Regions from separate parts of the Columba livia genome. Here region 2 is linked to region 1. Evidence: chromatin contacts called from public Hi-C data. All regions are on one chromosome and are shown on one strand. Each heading gives the region's core, a stretch centred on a gene start, on an enhancer-like site or on the middle of the called end of the contact. The rest is flanking DNA. Distances are from core to core; before and after follow the strand shown. Region 1 holds the start of KIAA1614 (KIAA1614 ortholog). Region 2 has its middle 16 kb from the start of IER5.

Region 1 (6,250 bases), core at 1,832-4,331:
ATATTTCCGTTTCCGAACTTGCGTTGCAGCGGTTGTTGACATTTCCAGACCTCGCGTAGGTGTTTCCAACAAGAGCGGTGGGAGAGGAGAGAAGCCAGACCTTCAGGAGGGCAATCCAAAATAAACCAGTGCTGTTCCTTGAACAGGTGGTTCTTTACAAAAAGAAGCAGAGTTTACTGGTAATTCATCCTTTTAGAGGGAAGGGAAAAATACAGAGAGACATTTGGAAGGGATGGGGAGAGCAGGGCATGGTTTGGGTGGGCTGTGTCCCACCTGCGCCATCCAACCGTCTGCTTCCCAACCTGGTGGGGAGGGTCAAGTCACAAGTAATTAAATGCCTATTCTGTAGTTTATCAAAGCCCATGGGGAAACAAGAATTCAGTCTGTCCATCTGCTCTGCTCCTTGCTCTGCGTTCTCCCTTCCCTTTTTCTGTCTTTGCTCGCAGGAGAAATAAGAAAAAGGGTGGTGACATGCTACAGCTAGCAAATGTTATCTCCTAAAATAAAACATCGTCCCTTTTGGCAGTGAAGATGCTCTCTAGGAGGAAAGGAGCCTGAATTCCTGGAGGCTTTTGGAGGCTCCCAGCTCCCCAGTCCTGTATCTGCATGTTCCCTCCCTCCCTCCCTGAGATTTCTGAGAAATCAGACGTGCAGATTTCTCCTGAGAGCGAGCACTAAATCTGGGATGGCTCCGCATCTCTGAGAACATCTGGCCAATAAAGGGGAGACCTAACGAAGCCGAGCAGATGGTGAGAGAAAATGATGAGAGAAAATGACCCCATCCCTCCTTACGAGTGGCCTGGGGTGGCTTCCTTCTGTGAGCAGGTTTTGCTAAGGGGTGTTTGGAAACACTCCTGGAGGGAGGAGAGCAGAGTTAAAAAGAGTTTTTATTTTTCTTTAATCCAGCGTTTTAGCTGCTGGGATGTAGCTGGATGGAAAGTGGAAGCTCAGACAGGTCTGTGCTCTGCCTGCTGTGAAGCTTTCGGGTGCTGAGCTCTCCCCTCTTCTTGCGAGTCAGTGCAGAGGTTGTGGCTGCGTTTGGCTCAGGATGGCATGGAAGCCGCTTTTGGCTGGCAGGAACCTTTGCAGATGGAGATGCAGAGGAGATGCCACAGTGTGGCCGGTGACTTCTGGAGATTCCCTTTGAACTTGCTTCATGCTGATGTCCCTGCTGCTTTCCATCCTTCCTGCTCTTCCAGGGTTTTTTGGGGTTGCAGGGGGTTTGGATTTGCAGCATCCAGGGTTTATTTGCTAGTTGGCATTCGCTGGGTGGCTTTGGGACCTTGTCACCAGCAATGCCGGGTCCCCCAGCCTGGGGAGGGCTGTGCTGTATACTGCAGGTGCCCACTCCTGTTCCTCCTCCTTCAGTCGGTGTCTTTGCCGTTTGTCCTAAGCTGATGGTCTGCAGGGCAAGAGGGAATGGCCGGCAGCAGCCTTCAGTGTGAAGATCTTTGACGGGGAGGAAGAGAGTATTTTGTGGAGTGCGATCCGGGCTGGGGAGATGACAGTCCCTGGGGGTTTTACTGCAGATCTCCCGAGGAGCCAGGGACATGGCAAAAAGCCTTCGAGCTTTGCCTGCGGTTTGAACAGCCGAGTGATTTTGGCCTTACCCTGCGAGGATGCTGCCGCATGCTGCTTGCCTGACTCTGGCATGCACCCCAGGTTTTTGGGGCGTTTGTGGACCTGACGTCAGGCCTTCGCGCTGGGATGTGCCCCGGGACTGGGACACGACCCGGGTCCCCCTGGGAACACAAAAGCCACTTTGGTCACACGCTGCATCCTGGCCCTGTGTCCTCCCTCCTCTTCTCCACCGTTCTGCTTTGCACTCGCAGTGGGGAAGATGATCTTCTGCCTTAATTTTTTTTTTTTAATTTACATTTTTATTTCAGAAGGCGATTGGATTGCTTTGTCTCCTTGGGAAAGAGGGGCCGGGGCTCCTGAGGGGAATACTGGAAAATCCCTGTGGTAACTATAGCAGTCACGGTTGGGCTCGGTGGCTGTCACCTCATCAAACATTGCCTCCCTTCTGTGATGCTGTCCCATGGAATGAGCTGTCAACCCGCCAGCGCTGTGGGGTTACACTGGGGTGTCCGCATCCCTCGGAGGCTTCGGTCTCTGCTGCAGCAGCCTGGCTGCAAGAGAAATGTGGTGTTTGCAGGGGGAGGAGAGGAGAGGAGAGGACTGGTGATATTTGGTGTACCCAGATGCTGATGCCCCAGCCCTGGCCCCAGCACAGCCTTGGAGCGATGAGCGAGAAGCACCGACCCTGCTTGGGACGATGCCCCATGGCCTGACGGTCCCTCAAGCTCTAGAAACCAAAATTTCAAGCTCTTTGCTCCAGAGGAGAAAATTGGGCAGCCTGGTAGAACTTGTGGTGACCTCCCCATCCTGTAGGTCCTGGCAAAGGATCGGCGACTGGAAGGGACCTGGGGTAGAAATGCCAAAGTTCCCCCTGGTCCTGCTGCCGCCTTCCTCTCCCCTCCCTGCTGTGTTGGTCTAAATGATCTTTCTATGAAGCCCTGTAGATGTCAAAAGTAATTATGGAGTGTGATTAGTCCTCTGTGGGTGCTTTCTTTCTTTCTTTCCTCCTTCTTTCTCTTTTGCTATCCCCTTCTCCACTCTTCTTTTTTGGCTAAGTGGAAAAGGTGAGGACAAAGAATTGCCGCTTGCTTGGACTCATGATGTATCTGTGACTGCGCTATTAGCTGTCTCCTCTTTCCTCCCCAAATGGATATAATTTTTGAAGTGTGGAATACCCTTCTTGATAAGTAGGTTTAAAAAAAAATAATGCACAATGTGATACTGTTTCATAGTTTCTAGGTGGTTGTATAAAGCAAAGTTACTGTGATTGTGTTTTTCAAAGGAAAAAGTGATTGGTTACGAAATCTGTCCTTTTTTCATTATTACAAGCTCTTTGTTTTCCAATGATCTGATGGCTCTTTTGTCCCCGGTCTGTGTGTCTTTCTTCCCACATCCCACCTCTGGTGCTGCATCCATCCAGGAAGGATTTGCTCCCACTGGTCTGTACGGATGCTGCTCCTGCGCCCTCGGGAGCTGTGCGCTGTCACCGGTGGCCGGAGGTGGGGGACACCTGTGTCCTGGGAAGAGGTGGAGGTGTTTGGAGGAAGGACGTGGGCAGGAGGGTTTCCCAACCTGCCTGGGGTTCACAGGAAGGTGTTGAGGGCCCAAACCCAACGCACAGCAAGTGATGCTGGAGGAACCCTCCTGCACAGACTGTGCTGGACCACCAGAAGGCTCTTGGTCCTTCTTTGGGAGCCTTTGGTTGCCTCTCTCCAACTTGTCTCTGGTTCAGGGTGTCATCTTGCCTGCACAGGGGTGACCTGAGGCTGAGCAGCCCCAACCCTGACTTGTCTGGGGTCTGTGCTTTCATTTTACTCTCTTAAATCTCTTAATCATCATCTCTTGCAATCAATCTTTCTCCAGAAGAGAGAGCCCGGTGCCTTGAAATCACTCTAAGCCTGGTGCTGCTCACGCCAGCTGCATCCCAGAGGTTTAATCCTGCCCGCGGCTCCCTGCCTGGTGGCAGGAGCCCGCCTGCCGTGACTTTGGCACCTCAGTGGGCAGTTTGTCCCCAGCTTGATGGGGACAACATCTCCCAGGCGAATTTCACCTCCCCAGCCCCGGCAGAGGAGCCGGGATCCCTCTCCAGGACGGCATGGAGGTAAGGATGGGTCCCAGCGTCTTCCACCCAAACCTTCCTGGGAGCAGCCAGAGGACAATGTGGGGCCACTGGGGTGGTAGGGGACATTTTAAGAAGATAAAACTGATTTCTTGCTGCTCGTGCTGGCAGGGGTCAGTGTGGCCAGAGCCCGGGAGGATTAAAACAATTTCATAATCCTGGTGATTTCCTTTTGATCGGGATTATGAAACCAATCACAAAAATCAAAAGCTGCGGCTTAAAGCAGCAGCCAGCGTGGGGCCAGGACGCCCATGGCCCCCGCAGCTCCCGTCCTGCCCCCCGGGGACGGCGGCCCCCGTGGCTCCAGGTAAGTGCTGCCCACCCAGGACCCCGCTCCGGCCTTACGAGTTTAGTGGGGTCTCGGCGGGGAGGAGGACGGGGGATGGGGTTTTGATGTGGGTGGCTCTGTGGGGTGCGTGTTGCACACTGGTTTTAGGGATGATAATGATGATGATGGATACACCAAGCTCAGCTCCCACCACCCTCCCCCAGAAGATGCTCGGTCTGGAGCCCTTGGCCTCGCCTTGCCAGGGGGTCCGGGCAGGATTTGGCCTCTGGAAAACAGGAACATTTTGCACGTCTGCAAACACGTGATGCTCGCAGGAGGGTGCCCAAAGCTGGGAGGCTTTGCTGCCAGTCTGAAGGCTGTTAGAGAAAACACCCTGACCACGGCAGGACCACCTTCCTCACCCTTTTTGCCCTCCTGGAGCCCCAGCCCCTCGTGCAGCACAGACCTCCCAGCGGTGCCCCCCCAGCAGGCCTGGGGAGGGACGCTGCCCTCACCCGCTCGCTCCCAAACCCACAGCCCAGACAAAGGACATTCCAGAGAGCCGGCCAAGGCAGCCGGGCGTCCCTGTGTCCCAGCGCGGGGTGCTGCGTTTCCCCCTCTGCATGGTCCCCTCCGTCATGGTGGCATCACCCTTTGGGGCCACCCCTCGGCCATTTGGGGGGCAGGCGGTTTAGAGTCGGGGCTGGGGCAGGATTTGGCTGGGTGCCCCAGCGTGGGGTGCGTGCGGAGGAGGAGGAGGAGGAGGAAGAGGAGGCCCGGGCGGGAGGCAGGGCTGCCGCGGCCCCATGGCCCAGCCAAGCGGCTGAGCTCAGGCTCGGCTGAAGGGGCTGGGATTTGCTGGTTCGTCTTTTTTTTTTTTTTTTATTTTTTTATTTTTTTTTTTTTTGCCTTCCCTGCTTCCTTCCCTTCTTCCGCCTTCTTCTCCCTCTTCCCAGCCCTCTCCCGATGCTGCTCCAGGGGTAAGGACACCCTCGCCTCCCACTCATGCCCCGTCCTGCCGCTGGTCTGCCCCGGGGCAGCGAGGGGCTGCGGTGACCAGGGGGGTGTGGGGGTACCCTGGGGATGCTCCCGCAGCCCCAACCATGGCAGAGGCTCCTCGGGGGGTACCAGCAGGGACAGGGGATGCTCCCGGGGGGGTGCAGGGGGGCAGCAGCACCCAGCTGACACCGGGACCGTAATACTGGTACAGTACGGGTGACACGTGTGACCCTGGAGGCCGGGGCGGAGCGGGGGCTGGTGTCTGTCTGGAAGCACCTTTGGTGAGTTGTGTCCGTGTGGGATGATGGCTCTTGGGGTTTTGAGGCCCTGATTTGGCTCTGAGGGTGACAGTTCCCTGAAGGGCATCTTTGCTGGGTGCCCCAGGGCACCTGAAATGGCACGGGCAGGCACCCACGCTCCTGCTCAGCCCCCGGCCACCCGCTTTGGGGAACCACTGCTGCCCTGTGTCCCCTACCCCAGAGCGATGCTGCTATGGTGTCAGTGCTGTAGGTGACCTTGTGCTGCGCCACGTCCCTGTCCCCTTCCCCACGGGCTGTGCACTGCAGTGCCACCACATACCTTGTCCCCTGGGCATGGGCATCAATGACTCTGCTCCCTGCAGAGCCTCAGGGCGGGCAGGAGAGATGCTGGTTTTGCAGGAGGCGCCAAGGCGGGTGCTGAGGAGGAGGAGGCTGAAGACAGCATGGGGGGGTCACCCATGCTGGTTTTCTCCCCACAGGGCACATGGAGGGGGGCTCATCAACTGAGACGCGGCAGGTGCTGCGGCCCCCCAAGCAGCATGGCCAAGCCCCCGTCCCCCCGGAGCGCCCTGAGGCCACCCACAGCCCCCACGCTGTCCTGGAGAGCAAGGTGAAGGCGCTGAAGGAGAAGCGTGGGGCTGGCCGGCTGGGGACCCCAACAGCTGCCCCCGAACGCCCCTCGCCCAAGAAGTCGCGGCCCCGGCGGGGGAAGCCGGGGGGAGATTTGGATGCAGCGGAACCGCGGGGGAAGCCGGGGGGAGATTTGGATGCAGCGGAACCGCGGGCTCAGCTCCGCACGTACCTGACGGACGGGATGCTGGATGGCGGGGACCCCGCGGCCCCCCCGGCCCCCCGCGCTGGCACCCCGGGGCTCTGGAGGGTGCCCACACCCAAGGGTGGTGTGCCAGAAGGCACTGAGCTACCCCATGACAAGAGCGGTGGGACCCAGCGCTCTGCCTCCCCCCATGAGGCACCTCCCCTGGAAGAAGAGACACGGACCCCATTGCGGGACAGGAGGGGTCC
Region 2 (6,250 bases), core at 1,719-4,218, 41 kb after region 1:
GGCATGACCTTTCCGTGGAGCTGAGGCAGAGCAAGTTCTGTCTTACTGGCTGGTAACCACAGTGCCAGGTTCCCAAAAAACTCAGTCCATCTCCCTCGGCTGCCGGAGCCGTCTCTGCTGCGCCAGCATGGTTCCTGTAGCTGTGTTTTTGTAACGTGTGGGGTTTGCTCCCCAGGATGCATGTGTCCCCAGGGAGTCAAAGTGGCTGCTGCTGAGGGGGCTGGGAAAAATAACCGAGGTGAGGGAGCTGCCAGTGAGCTTTGGCTCGATATAGAGGGGTCTGCACTGCTGCTGGGAAACGAGTCTCAAAAAACACCAGTAATCATTATGCTGATACTTTTGGAATCAACTTTTCTTCTTTTCTGTTTATTTCCTTCCCTTTAAAAAAAAAAAAAAAAATTAAATCCTATAATCACTTTTACCTAAACAGGGTCTGTTTTCCTTAATTAATCTGTTCCATTGTGCTGCTTCAACCCCTGGACTTTTCCTTCTGCTCACAGCGCTGCTTTTCAATCGCCGCAGAGGTGAGGGTGATGGGGTGGGACAGCAGAGCAAGGAAGGGGGAACGAGATCGAGGAGCGGCTGACAACCCAAACCTGCTTCTCAGGCTGATGCCGATGCAGGGGAAAAGTACATAAATAAGCCAGATAAAAATAAAAACTTCCATCGCTTGGAAGAGAGGATGACTCCTATGGAAACTACCTCATGGGGTCGAGGAGGATATGACTTCATAGCAAAATGGCAGGATCCTCACCTTCCTATAATAGCAATGAGCTGTCGGAAGTGTTTGCCTGGGCTGCTGCGATCCCCGCAGATCAGATTAGGTCCCCTGAGAGAGGAGAGGTGCTGGGAAAATCCCTCGGCACAGCCAGAGGGTGGGATAGATGCTGAAAGCGTGGCTGCCCAGGTGATGTTTGGGCAGGATGGTGAACGGCAGGCTTTTACGTTTCCCCTGCTCTAATCAGCCAGGAGTGATCACTGGTTGTATATGAGCCGTGGCTCGCAACGGGGATACCTTCTGGCGAGTGGGAATGATTTAAAACTGGCTCTTGCCAATAAGGGAGTGTTAATGGTGTGAATCATCTCAGCCTTTAAAGGGATGGACGGACGTCTGGCCCGGGACAGGCGCCAGGCAGGGGCTGGAGGAAGCCGCAGGGCTGGGAGCCGAGGGGCCGGGGCTCGCAGGAGGCTCCGGATATCTCTCCCGATGCTCTTGCTCCCTCCTGGCCTGATGCGACCTGGCGTTACCCCCACCCGTCCGTCCTCTCCTGGGGCAGGGGAGGAAGGCTCTGTGCACTCATCGCCGCAGAATCCTGTGTCAGCGCTCAGGAATCCGGCGAGCTGCGGGGAGGGAGGGAGGCCAGCGCCGCGGGGCTGCGCGCCTGCGGGGGCCTCTCCCCGCCTGGGGAGCTGGGGGAGGCACGGGAGCAGCCCTGGGGTGGGGAGAGGATGATTTGCCGAGTGCTAAACCCCAGAGCAAGAAGTTTTGGGTGAGAGGGAGGGGTGCAGAAGTCCTGTGGCGCAGTACTTCTTGCTTAAATGATGGCTCCGAAGGCTGCTGAGAGAGGCACGTCTGGATCCTCGCGCCGCTGTGGGGCTCGCATCTGTCTCCAATGTACTGTGCTTGCCGGCGATGCTCTGCCAATACATATTTAGGGTGGGTGGAGGGAGCCCCCTCAAAGGTCCCCAGCGGGCCGGGCAAGGCGAGAGCTGTGTGGGGTGTTTGCAGAGAAGCGGGGGCTCGTCCTTGCTGCTCCCCCCGGGCAGGGACAGGCTCGGTGTTTGCCTGGGCAGGGTGCTCCCGGCCCGGGGGGGTTGCGCAGCGGGAGGGGGAAGGCGGTGAAGTTTGCTGGCAGGGTTGCGCCCGCTGGCGAGGCTCACAGAAAACCCCAGGGCTTCTTCCAAGGAGCGTCCAAGCGCCTTTGCGAGGCAGAAAGGGGGGTTGGCACTGCGAGGGGGTGGCTGGTGGGGGGAGAAAGCGCTTGGAAGATGCCCTGAGCTGCCTTGGCACGGAGGGATCCCGAGAGAAAAGAGCTTTTCCAGGCCAGCACAGGTCCTGGAGGCAGGGTCAGCGCCAGGCGAGCGCCGAGACGCGGTAACAAGCACAAACAACTCCGTTCTCCTGGTCTTCTGGTTGTGATTTCTGCTCCCGATGTGCAAACCCTGTAGGGCCTCCCCCCCGCTCCTTCTCCCCAGCTGGACGAGGGCTGGCCTGGCCGCCGTAATGAAATGCAGAACTGCTTGGGAGAGCAGGCGGGGGGGGAAAGCTCTGTTTGAGGTTTTGTGCCTCTGGTTGCCTCTGGCCCTCTCTCCCAGCGGGGTGATTTATTGGTGATGGAGCCTGGGGAGAGGGGGAGGGAAGGGCTTGGAGTGCAGATGAATAGTCAGTTGTCATGTATTTCCCAGGCACTCATGCGAGGTAGAGGGGAAAACAGGAGGAGAGGAAGGCAAATTGCCTGGGCAGGGGCTGTAGAGCATGGTTTACTAGAGCTGAGCTCTCCTGAGCTTGTCCTGTTTGCTCTGAGTGCTTTGCACACCAAAGGACTGTCTTTGTGGTGGATGCGCTCTCCCTCCATCCCAATTTCCCCACCAGCTGCACGGCTGGAGGCACTGGCAGGCTGCGACCTGCCTGGCTGCAGATGCATTTGCTGCCTGCAGCTACCCCAGCTCAGCCCAGCCTTTCCTTTAAGCCAGGCTTTAGGCTCTGCTGTGTTGCTGTGGCACCTCCGGCAGCGAGCTCTCCCTCCAGTGCGGGATGCTCCAGTGTGCCACCGCGTTGCAGGGTGACATCCTGCTCAGGAGAAGCAGGCTTGGCTGCCTGTTTTTCACGCTCACTGCTCTGGTTGGGAACATGTGTGGTTTCATAGGGGGAAGGTCTCCTCCTCCTCCTCCTCGCCTCTGCTGACAGCATCTGACCTCAGCTGTCGTCCCTGGTGGTGCAGGGGATTAATCTGAGCCTCGGGACAGGTTGAGGCATGTCCAAGGCGGAGGAGAGCTTCATGCGTACAGACACAGAGGAAGGAACAAAAACAGTTCCCAGGGAAATATTTTCCTGCTGCTTTTCCTGGCAGCGAGCAGAGCGGGAGGAAAAGACCTCGCTATAAATTGCTTTCAGGAGAGGCATCAGCCGAGGCATCGCCTCTGACACCCACTGCCCGCCAAGCTCCAGGGTGCACGGAGCCAGCTCAGAGCGTTTAAAAAGCAAAGGGAACCTCCCCACCCCAGAGCAGCAAGGCAAGGTCTGCCGCTGGACTCTGCCCTTTGCCTGCTCCGGCCTCAGCTGCCCTCCTCCTCCTCCTGCTGCTGTTTGCTTTGGCAAACTCTGGGCTCTGTCTGTGGCCCTGGGTCAAGCAAAGCGGGAAAAGGAGAAGAGGGAGGGAAATGGAGAAGTCAATGGGTGGATGAGACACGCTGGCCCTGCTGAGAAGGGCAGGAAGGACGTGGCTGGCTCGGAAATCTGGGAAAGGCAGGAAGGGGGAGAGAAGGCAGGAAGGAGGGAGCATGTCCGGAGTGGGATGCAGAGGTGGGAGCCCCAATACCAAACCAGGTTTGGTTTGTGGGAGTCCCAAGGGTACCCTGTTCTCCCCCATGAGTAAACAGAGGGATGCGGGCACCATGGCACAGGCAGCAGTGACATCCCCCACACATCCGTCATGGATTAGGGGATCCCAGCCAGAGTGTGGCCGGAGCATCACTAGAAAAGAGGGGGATGAAGCGGCTATTTCACCAGCAGGAGGCAAAGAAATCTCTGCTGGCCACGTCCCCCTCAGCTCCCCAGGTTTATTCCTGCAAACCTGCTCACCGAGCAGCTCAGGTGGGCTCACCATCCCAGCTCACTCCATCCCATGGTGTGCCAGGGGTGGTGGGACCATGGGGCGATGAAAGCGCCGAGCCAGAAGCTGGGGTAGGAGGCAGGTTTGCCCCTGTGGCGTGGTGCTGGGGGTACCGAGCATCCCTGCCTCACACGTCCGGGCAGAGGAGAGCCATGGCAGCAGCACAGTGTTATGTCTCCATGGCAATGCGGCTGGTAGTATTAAGACAAGAGGGATTTATGTATTGTTTTCACCTAGTACCAGCCCAGGGCAGCACTTTACAGGAGCCCAAGCGCAACATCAACAAGCAGCAATAGTCCTGTGGGGATGGGGGGACGTGTGAGGGGCAGTGGATCACCCTCACCTCTCTGGAACAAGTGTGAAACAGCGGGACCCCAATCTCACCCCTGCCCCAGGCCTGAACATGTTGGCAGCCCCCAGGGCAAGGGTGCAGGCTGGACAGGGGTGGCCAAACTCATGTTTGCAGCCCCGCTTGCTCTGGGGGGAATATTTGAGTCTGTGGTCCCTTGGCACAGTGGAGAGGCTGGGAGAAGCAACATATGGAGGAAGGCACAGCTCCCGTGGGAAGGCAGGACAGATGGAAAGACGGACAGGGGAAGGAACTGGGTCTTTTTTCTTTTTTTTTTTTTTCTCTCCTCACCTTGTCCTTACTGGGGTTCCCCAGGGAGAATTGATGCATTTTGTGCTAAAAAGCCAATTTGTACGCAAATGGCTGGGGCTGCACACACTGCCTGCTCGACCTTGTCCCGGGCAGTGCCCCATGTATGCTGGGCTTGCTGAAATTCCCTCCCTGGAAAGGGCAATGGAGAGAGTGTTTGCCGTCAGCTCAGGAGAGTGTGACGTGATGTCCCTGGTCGGTGGCCAGGCGGGGAGGGACCGGCCACCCTGGGTTAGAGTGGTGGCACGGGGCTGATTGGTGCTGGGAGAGCACCAGGAGGCATTTTACAGGGGGTGTGTGTGGGGGTTCATATCTAAGCAGGAGGGAGGGCTGTTAAAAATAAACAAGTTGACAAGTGGCAGGAGGAAGGAGCCACCTCTTGTGTCCCCATGTCCCTCCCTGGGGACGGGAGGTGTCGCCCGATGAGCCCAGCACCGAGCTAGGCTCTGATCCCAGCCCTGCCATGGTGGCATGGTCGGTTCTGTCCCAGGTCACCTCAGCTCCTTGCACCCCTGGTGACAGCCTGCTCCTTCCCTCCCAGCTCACAGTGGAAGCCCTGGTGACCCTGGCCGTGGATGTGGGCTGGAAAAATGTCACCTTCACAGGCTGGCAATAAAAAAAAAAAAAAAGGAGAAAAACTATCACTGTTTTCAAGGCGCCTCCTGGCTTTTCCTGGCATAGACGGGTGCTTGGAGAGCACTGGTGATGCTGTTCTCTGCCCGTGGCAGTGTGACCCCCCAACCTAAGGAGCTGCCCTACCCCAAACCCTGCTGCTTTGGGGATGTGGTCGATGTTCAGGGACCTGTTCCTGGGAGGTCTCCAGCTAAGGTGGTTCTACCTAAAACCATCAGCATCAATGCAGCTGCTCAGATCAGGGGGTTTTGTGTCTGTAAGAGCTGATGAGAACACATGCTCAGGGCTGGGCAGGTGAGGTACAACATGCTGCTATCGTTTACCAGAGCTGGTGGCCTCCAGCTTGTCCCCACAAGTTTCTACACCATGATTCATGTCTCCTCCTAAAGACCAGCATGAGTGTGCATGGAAATCAGGGTGAATTCCTTTGGTTGTGCCAGGAGGGGGAGATTCATCTTCCTCTCTCCTCCTCCTGCTCCTCTGCCCTGCGAGTTCCCACGGTGGCAGCCCAAGAGGCGCTTATCTCCGGGGATGGGTGCGTGGGAACAAGGGCACTGCCCCGTCCGTCATCAGCTGTGCTTCAAAGCTCTTGATCTGGTGGGAGGAATTGCGGGTGACAGCCTGGATCCTCCTGAAATGTGGTGGCCAGCTCATTTTGTAAGTGGATTTGTTAATGCTGAAGGGTATGTCTGTGCTCTGGGGGCAGGTTCGGTCCCCTAGGAAAGTTGGGCTCAGCCCCCCCAGCCATGGCCAGCATGGGATGCAGCTCACTCAGGAAAGAGGGGTTTCAGGAAGAAACAAAAAAAAGAGATTACTATTTCCAGTGCTGTCACAAACACACAGATAGCATCAGAGCCTTTGGGTGTCATCCTTGGTGACTGTCCCTCTGCTGCCTGCCAAGCTCTGCTGAGATGATGTGGGGAAAAGACACCACCTAACTGGAAGCAGGCTGTAAATAAGCTTCGCTTGTTCCCTTTCCTTGTACAGCAAAGCCCTCTCGTGGAGGCCGGCAGCAGCTTGCCAGGGAAAGCTGGCTGCTGTGACATGCTGCTTCTTCCCAGGGACACCCAGTCCAGTCCTCTCCTGGGGACACCGTCCCCTGGTGTACCATGGGCAGTTATCACCA

What was found. A called contact is a pair of places that touch in the nucleus more often than the background predicts.
Region 2: a Hi-C map of liver shows a contact between it and region 1, with 2.1 times the contacts expected there. The contact joins the enhancer-like site here to the promoter of KIAA1614 in region 1. A contact is called at or near these places in 2 of 2 Hi-C or Micro-C datasets (crop and liver).

Annotation. Positions count from the first base shown.
Region 1 is chr8:7,725,370-7,731,619 of bColLiv1.pat.W.v2, forward strand. KIAA1614 (KIAA1614 ortholog) reads left to right here and starts at 3,082. Exons shown (of 10, transcript XM_065071812.1): 1 at 3,082-4,007; 2 at 5,707-6,250. The coding sequence starts at 5,712. It overlaps XPR1 (xenotropic and polytropic retrovirus receptor 1), which reads left to right. Exons shown (of 15, transcript XM_065071815.1): 15 at 1-2,928.
Region 2 is chr8:7,766,188-7,772,437 of bColLiv1.pat.W.v2, forward strand. No RefSeq gene overlaps it. Among named protein-coding and RNA genes, the nearest start is that of IER5, 16 kb to the left of the region's middle. Within about 2 kb of position 2,969, at least 3 of the 3 cell types and tissues checked have an H3K27ac peak away from gene starts, as active enhancers do.